Regions from separate parts of the Mus musculus genome. Here all the other regions are linked to region 1. A link is a contact called in public HiChIP or PLAC-seq data. All regions are on one chromosome and are shown on one strand. The core of a region is the stretch at or near the end of the contact, and the rest is flanking DNA. Distances in the headings are between cores, read along the strand shown.

Region 1 (2,655 bases), core at 101-2,600:
GAAGAAGAGGAGGAGGAGGAGGAGGAGGCGCAAGAAGAGGTGGAGGAAAAGGAGAAAAGGAGAGGAGGAAGGAAGGAAGGAAAAAGGGGGAAGGGAAAATATCTTTGAAATTTCTGAAAACAGAAACAGGTTACCCTGTTACCTCCTGGGTATGGTGGGTAGGAAGGGTAGAAGATTTCCATATATACTGTACTGTGTTCCTTTTGAACACAGAGCCGTTTTTGTAAACTAGTTACTGTTCCGTAGTCTCAGTCACTCCGAAGGCAGGAGAATATTTCAGGCATAGAGTTTGGGGACAGCCTGGGCGACACAGCGAAGAGACTCAAGTTCCCCGCCCTCCCAAACCCAAATCCATCAACGAACAAACATCCAGTCAACGGGAAGGAAAAGTTAAATGAAAAGACAAATTAAAACCAGAAAACAAGGGATAAGAGGAAACGGTGCACTTTCGCTTCGGACCTCAACAGAGAAGAGGGGCTGAGCTATGCCACCCACGGCGCCCAAAAAGACGCTCGCTGACAGGCAGGCAGCCCCGCCCCCCGGAGCCCCGAAGGTGCCGGCCTCACCTCCGCTATCCGCGGCCTCGGGGTCCTGCTCCGCCTTCCGTTTGAGCTTCTGGGAGGACGGGCTGACCGGGGCGTTCCCGAGCAGGTACTTGTGCTCCTGACCCCGTAGGTGCTTGAGGTAGCGGTCCTTGAGCGACTGCCAGGAGTGCTGCGTGAGCGAGCTCTTCTCCATCGCTTTCCACAAGGCATTGCCTGTGACCGAGCTGGGCGAACGGGCGTTCTCCTTCACGTAGGTCAGGATGGCCACATCTTCCGCGTCGGTGTAGGCGATGCGCCCGGTCAGGGGCTGCGGCTCCGGTTCCGTGGAGCCCTCGGTGGAAGCCCCGGGCTTCGGATCGGACGCCTGCTCCGTCAGGCCCAGCCGATAGGCCTCCAGGTCCAGCTTCTCGTTGCGATCCACGCAGTCTAGGATGTACTGCGTGGAGATGAAGTCGCCCGAAGCCTCGGCCAGCGCCTCCCCGGGCTGGGCGAGAAGCACGGCTCCGGGTTCCTGCACCCGACACACGGTGCCGCCGCCGTGCAGGATGAGCGTCGACAGCCGGCGCTTGGCCGAGCTGGGCCGCACGTAAAACGACATGGCGCTGCCGTCTTCTCTCACGAACAGAGTGGAGGAGTGAGTGGGCCCATTGGGGTCTTTACCCAGATCCATCGCCTCCGCCATACCTGTCGCCCCGCTGTACAAGTAAAGCGCAGAAACGACACCACTAAGACGGACTCTCCGCCGGAGGAGCCCAGCACTGCGCCTGCGCAGCGAGAGTCCGGCCGAGGGCCCGCCCTCTTTCCCGGAAGAGGCAGGACTTAGAGCCACGACCTGGAAGTTCTAGTTCTACGCTAGTCATAATTTTTTTTTTTCTGGGTCGGGCCAGTGGGGAAGATGGCCACGCTGCAGGAGAGTGAAGTCAAAGTGGATGGCGAGCAGAAACTAAGCAAGAAGTAAGTGTCGTTGAAGATCTCTAAGTGTCTCTTGTTGCAGTGTTCCGATGGGAAGTGCCTGGAGTTTTCCCGCCAAGGCGACTGTGCCTGGGGTCCCTCTTGTCTTTTCCGGTGGGTGAGCACATGCTGGGACAGAGATGCAGTGCCGTAGAACCTACAGCCTCCAGGATGCCCCAGGAGGATCAACTGCGTGGCTGATGGGTTCCCTGGTCCTAGCCGTAGGGACGAGCATACCTAGGGAAAGCCAGCACAGAAACCGGGAATGGTAGCAAAGAAAAGTGAAACTAACTTTTCCCTACCTTCTAAGAAATGCTCTTTTAATTGAACCACTCCCCCAACGGATAGACTGGAAAATGGTTAAATATCTTTGTTCTTAAAAGAAGAACCTTTACATTATCCTTGGCCTATCCAAGGTTATTCTGCACCTTGGGTGTTAAAAGGGGGTACGTTCTGAAACAATAGTGTACCTACCCATATGTGTCACTCAAAGGATCTGTGACACGGGAGCAAGTGGCCTTATTTAGCGGGATACACCAGGCTCCCTTTGCACTGCTGGGGGTATCTTTGTAAAACACTCCAAATCCCAGAATTGAGTAGGCAGATAAGATTACCCTCCCTTTAACTGGTTGCTTTTAGGACTACACTCTAGTCCACTTGACCCACAGAACACTAGCAATGACTTGAATGTCTTCTTAGTGCCTGGAACTACATAGTACCCTCCAAAGCTGTAGGAAATAACTAGTTTAAGCTGTCACATACCATGGCTGCTTTCGTTAGTACCCTAGCAATAAATAAATCCCCTTATTGATCCCCGAGGGAAATACCAGAAACCTTCTAGATAATAACTGGGTTTCCTTTTTATGGCTGTGTTTCTGCTTTGTGTGGTTTAGAAGGATTTTAAAGAAAATGTTTAAATTTATGGGTTGCAGGCTCCCTGGTTGGTTGTCCTTTGTGTGAGCAGTTTAGTGGATTCCTTAGCGGAGGATGGGTGAGTTTATTAAATCAGTAGTTGGAATTTTGAGTCACAAGCGAAAGAAAGTACCTCAGTTTTCAGGTAATTTAAGGAAGCCTTACTGCTGCTTTCAAGTCACTTTTCTTTCTTTCTTTTCTTTTTTTTTTTGGTTTTTCGAGACAGGATTTCTCTGTGTAGCCCTGG
Region 2 (2,655 bases), core at 107-2,606, 2.2 Mb before region 1:
TCCAGCGAGCAGCTCTATCAGTCTGCACCCCACTAGACTTCAGGGACATGGGAGTGCAGTGCCTCCCCAGGCAGAGACAAGCTTTCTCACTTACACACTACTGGGGAAATCTCTGCTGTTCTAGGCACTGGCAAGTTTCCCCAGGAGAATAGCGGACCTCTTAGAGTGTGGGCTCCTTCTGCGGCCACCACAGGAGTTCGTTCCTAAGGAATAGGATGGGGCTTTCCCAGCCAGGAGGAAAGCAGAAGATGCAGTGGGGGAGAGAAGGCTGCATCCCTGGTCTCACCTTTCACCCAGCTTAGAGGCCGAGGATTTAACCCTCTTGATTCTCAGTTCCTTCTCTCACAGTAAGTACTGGGAAGGAGATACACAAGGGCATGCACCCTGCCTTCAGCCCCATTTGGACGCAGAGAGGTGAAAAGGGAGATCAAGTGTCAAGTGGCAGCCACACCACTTACTGGCAGCTCAGCGATCTTGGCAGATCATTTATTTTCCCCCATCCACTGTTTTTCTCACCTCTAAAGCTGGGCACCTGACTTACTGGGTCTCAGGAAGTATTAAACGGGATCGTATATGTAAAACTCCAGAAAGAAAGAAAGAAAGAAAGAAAGAAAGAAAGAAAGAAAGAAAGAAAGAAAGAAAGAAAACAAACTAGCACCAGGAACTACGTGTATATACACGGCGATTGTTATTTTTTTTAACCATGCTAACGATCAAGTCCCACCCTTACGTCCCTCCCAGTGTTAGGAGCTGAGTTGTCCTACAAGAGGGGCACAAGGCAATTTTCCAGACCTCAAGTCCTAGGCACCACTATCCTTCCTGTCACCCTACATCTGGTGTGGGGAGAAGGACCACCTCTGAGCATCCTCCCCAGGCTCCAGTGGCTTGGGCTACCCGGGAGGTTCTGAGAGCCAAGTGTGAATGCAGAGAGGGTGCTCGCTGACTGTGGGTGCTGGGTACCTGGGGCAGCATCCCCAATCTAGGCTCTCCCACCCACTGCCGGTGCGCCCAGCGCGGAAAGAGAGAAAAACCAAAAAGTCGTGGATACTGGACCAGGCTTTGACGCGGATCTTGAGCTCGCCGTCCTGTGGCTCCGGCATGGCCTTTCTAGAGAGCCTCAGCTTGTTGAGTCCGCCGAAGCCGGCCAGCACCACAGCGCGCATCTCCTGGGCATCCCCGAGGCGGTGGGAGCCGTCGCCGCCCTCAGCAGGTTCCTTGCTGGTCTCCTTCTCAATCATTTGTTCGGTCTCCTCCGCTTTCTCTACGCCTTCCTTAGCCATGGCGCTCGAGGGGCCGCGGGGCGCACAGGCTGCGGTTGTGAAGGGGTCGGGTCTGCTCTCCCGCGGGTTCCTCCTGTTGAATGTGGGATGCTCTTCAGTGCAATGGCTGCAACCTCTGTGAGCGGAGCCGCGGTCCACCGCCTCCGCCGTAATCCTTAGAGGAGCCGCGCCCTAGCGCCCCACCCCCTCCCTCACATTTCCTCCTACTTACTCCAAAACAAATCTCAAGTCCACCTTTTGTGCTAGTACTAAGTCAGGCTATTTGTCTCAACACTAAAAACAGATTTCCCCAAGACTCTTGAATACAAACACAGAAGAAGAGGCCGGATGGCTACTCCAACCCCTACAATGGGCAAATACTTGGGTATATACGGCACAGACTCTGGCGCCTTGAAATGGACAGAGACGAATGTCTGGGCCTGGAGGATGCTGCGAGAGACAAGGTTGCCTCTTCTCCCGCGGGTAGGCAGGGATGGGAGGGATAGCTGGGAAATTGGGCTGTTTCCCATCTGCTGGTTCTGAGTGGAGCGGCAGGGAGGTGCGGGAAGTTAAAGATACATCCCAAGTAAGGCTCCAAAGAGCCAGGTCCAGTCTTTTCCATCTGGACGCCACCCCCCACCCCCACCCCTGTCACTAGGGATGCTGTTTCTGGACTTCTGTGGCTTCCTTATGACAGTTAGTTCTCAGTACCCATGCTTTTTTTTCTAGGAAAGAGGCTCCCAGAACAAGCCTGTTTCCTGCTAGGACCTCCAGAGGACCAAATTCTCTCTCTCTCTCCTCTCTCTCTCTCTCTCTCCCTCTTTCTCTCTCTCCCTTTCTCCCCCCTCCCTCCTCCCTCCCCCCTCCCCTCCCCACACCTGCCTTTTGTTTTGCAAGGTTACAGAAAAACAACAACAACAACAACAACAACAACAAAAAAAACGAGTACTTTCCCCAGCAGTGTTTGGTGACACATCTGTAGTATGGAAGCTGAGGTAGGGCGACCCTGTCTTAAAAAACCTAAACAAGAATTTAAAATTGCTGGGCGCGTGCGTGCGTGTGTATGTGTGTGTATGTGTGTGTGTACGCGCGTGCGCGCAACGCCTTTAATTTCAGAATTCCAGCAACCAGGAGGCAGATGAATTTCTCATGAATCTGAGGATAGACTGGTCTACATAGTGAGTTCCAGGGTGGCCAGCTCTACATAGTGAGACCCTTTCTCCAAAAATAAAATAAAAAAATAACAAAACTACAGATGCAATCCAATCATATCCATCACATAATAAATTCTGATTCTTAAAAAAAGGTCATTTGTGCTATCTTAAAAGGCGAGATAGGAGTTGCCTTGTGCGGTGTAAGAGATCCAATTTCTCAGCTCAGGTGCCTGTGTCAGTTT
Region 3 (2,655 bases), core at 67-2,566, 2.1 Mb before region 1:
ACTGGAGCAGAGTAGACTCAGCAGTAGGCACACAGTTAAAGATAGTGATTGCTCCTCTTCCCAGAATCTATCAAGGGTCAGTAGTCCAAAATCTATCAGAGGTCAATATTTGTTCTAGGCTCTGAAACTGATGGTCTGAAACCTACTATTGGTTTCAGATCCTGGGACAAAGAGTAAAGAATAATGCACTGTAAATCCCTCCCCTTTTCTTGACTGATTGCTGATAGAGCCAGTCTTATGTATGTCACTGGATCATGGGACTGATCATAATAAAATCCATGGATCAGTCCCATGATTCAGTGACATACAGGATGAAGGCACACAATAAGGGACAGTATAGTGTTCAGATATGGGGAGTGTGTGTCGTCGTCCCCCCCCCCCCCCCGTTTCTAGCTTGGTGGCCCTGGGCAGATTCTACCTGTTCTACCTGTCTGAGCTGCATTTCCCTTGTCTGGAAAATAGAGATGATGGTTAGACTTCACTCGTTGGGCTTTTTGGTGGTGGTGGTGGTGGTGGGGGGGAATGAATAGATAAATCATATATGGAATGCATTTAATGTTGGATCTGGTGCCAAGTTATATTTATATATGGAAAATCATCTAGCATGCTCCAGACCCTGGGATAGATCCTTAGCCAAATAAATAAATAAATAAATAAATAAATAAATAAATGCATTTCCAGTTGTCAATTTATACCTGAGTTTTTATTTCACACAGCTACTTGTTAGCTAGCTCCAAAATCCTGGCCAGAGCGTGTCATCTGTAAACCTGTACCTCTTCTTCCCCCCCCCCCAAACTGGAAAAGAATCTGTTAAGCCCAAGATGTACAACCAATAACTGAAGTTGTCTATCTAAAAGGCAGCTCAGCAAATGGGGGAGGGGTAAAGGTTGGTGCACGAACAGTGCCAAAGACATTAGACCCAGAGCTCTAACCCTAGAGTTCCTTTGTTGCCTCTCTCACAGAAATAAATATTTAAGTTTGCACTTAAGCAGGGAAATGCATTATAACAGGACATAGGATTGAGGCTAACCAGGACAGGTAGATTTTAGGAAAGCAGACCTCAAGTGGATCCTATTGGTTGAGGGAAAGAACCAGAACTGTTGAGCTGCAAAGGAGCATCAGGAAGCAAGCAGGTAGCTGCTGGTAGGGAGGGAGAGGTGGAGAGAGGAAGGGGCTGGGACCATAACAGAATTTAGGGCTTTGGTTTCTATTGCAATCTAAGCATCCCCAGTGATCTCTCCATTAGCTGCCTGCATCTTAGTTGCCATATTTGTGGAAACAGTGTTTACCCAGCAGCTGCTACAATGAAGCATCAGCTTTGTGATTACTCCTCTTGCTAACAGCTGTTCCTCCTGAACCCGGGTTACCTAATTTGGTGAGGCTGGTGTGCAGACAAATGGGCTTTGATATGATAAATGGGCCATGAAAGGGAAAAGAAAAGACTCTCAGAGCTCATTTCCATTCCATCCCAGAGAAAAAGCATAAAAGGTCCCCAGCTGTGAAAACCCCGGCAGATTAGAAGCAGGTTTCTTGTGACTGTCAGCTTGGCTGGGGGATCATCCTGCCAGCCCAAGTGCTAGTGATTTGAAAATTTTATACTGGTCTTTCTCTTAGGACACACAGACACTTTCTAAACATTTCCCCCAAAACTTGAGGAGGCGGAGAGGCTAGGATATTATTGCGCAATTAAAAAGTCATTTTAGAAGAACTGTTTTAATAATCTGTCATGGGCTGCATGGCTGAAACTTCTTCAGAAGGAGTTGTTACCTGAGCACTGGACAGCTTGGTGTTTGCAAACATGGTATATCATCTTCATAGGTTGCCCTTGCAGCGTCCATCCAAGGTGTGTGGTCATCCTGTCGTCGTGCCCTCTGTTCTGTGTCCCTCTCTTCCCCCCACCCCCCATCTTGCTCATGTTCTGAAGCTGGCCTGAGTGGTTCCGTTGGAGATGCAGCTGTAACTCCCTAGAGGTGGAAAGTTTTGGTTTGGTATTCAATCGGGAGAACTGAGGCGGTTTGTCTTTTGGGTCAAGAGATTTATTAGCCCTCTAGGGTTGCAGGAACAGATTCCCTTTTCTCTTGATTTAAACAATAAGAAGGCAAGAAAAGCAAGGTATCAGTACTCCACTGGATTTTATTGAATGCAGAAGTACACGTACACACACACACACACACACACACACACAGAGAGAGAGAGAGAGAGAGAGAGAGAGAGAGAGAGAATCCAAGTTTGCCTGGAAACACAGAGTTTCAGAGTTTTTTCTACAGCCCAGGTCCTTTTGCCTAGTGATGTATAAAGCCACCCACAATGGGCTGAGCCCTCCCACATCATCATCAATTAAGACAATCCCCCACAGACATGGCCACAGCTGTTGGCACTGTGGGAGGGAGGTTGTAGAAACTTTGAGGGAGGAGGCCCGGCTGGTGGAGGTGATACTGGGAAAGGGCCTCTATGGAGGATTGCTTTCTGGTTCACTTCCTGCCCAAGCTCCCAGCTTCCTGATCATTTGAGGTGTGACAAACCCTGCAGCAAGCTTCTGCCACCTTGACCTAGCTATCTTCCCTACTGTGATAGACTGTACCCCTTTAATTGTGTGACAAAGAAAGCTCCCATAATTTGGCTTCTGTCAGGCACTTCATCCCAGCAAAGAGAAAA

Evidence for each region. HiChIP or PLAC-seq counts read pairs in DNA pulled down with a chosen protein or histone mark.
Region 2: an H3K4me3 HiChIP or PLAC-seq map of pro-B cells shows a contact between it and region 1, with 8 times the contacts expected there. The contact joins the promoter of Vat1l here to the promoter of Terf2ip in region 1. A contact is called at or near these places in 1 of 39 promoter capture datasets (hippocampal neurons) and 3 of 115 datasets of contacts at active chromatin or transcription factors (embryonic forebrain, large pre-B cells and pro-B cells).
Region 3: an H3K4me3 HiChIP or PLAC-seq map of embryonic forebrain shows a contact between it and region 1, with 5 times the contacts expected there. The contact joins the enhancer-like site here to the promoter of Terf2ip in region 1. A contact is called at or near these places in 2 of 39 promoter capture datasets (3T3-L1-derived adipocytes and pre-B cells), 3 of 115 datasets of contacts at active chromatin or transcription factors (embryonic forebrain, embryonic limb bud and large pre-B cells) and 1 of 9 other capture datasets (liver).

Annotation. Positions count from the first base shown.
Region 1 is chr8:112,010,054-112,012,708 of GRCm38.p6, reverse strand. Terf2ip (telomeric repeat binding factor 2, interacting protein) reads right to left here and starts at 1,350. Exons shown (of 3, transcript NM_020584.2): 1 at 567-1,350. The coding sequence starts at 1,227. Kars (lysyl-tRNA synthetase) reads left to right here and starts at 1,355. Exons shown (of 14, transcript NM_053092.3): 1 at 1,355-1,499. The coding sequence starts at 1,441.
Region 2 is chr8:114,204,341-114,206,995 of GRCm38.p6, reverse strand. It overlaps Vat1l (vesicle amine transport protein 1 like), which reads right to left and starts at 1,356. Exons shown (of 9, transcript NM_173016.3): 1 at 1,054-1,356. The coding sequence starts at 1,280. It overlaps Gm30272 (a long non-coding RNA gene), which reads left to right and starts at 1,362. Exons shown (of 3, transcript XR_388052.4): 1 at 1,362-1,742; 2 at 2,157-2,254.
Region 3 is chr8:114,114,977-114,117,631 of GRCm38.p6, reverse strand. No RefSeq gene overlaps it. Among named protein-coding and RNA genes, the nearest start is that of Nudt7, 17 kb to the left of the region's middle. Within about 2 kb of position 1,316, at least 30 of the 459 cell types and tissues checked have an H3K27ac peak or open chromatin away from gene starts, as enhancers often do. A contact at or near this core is called in embryonic forebrain, where this site is marked.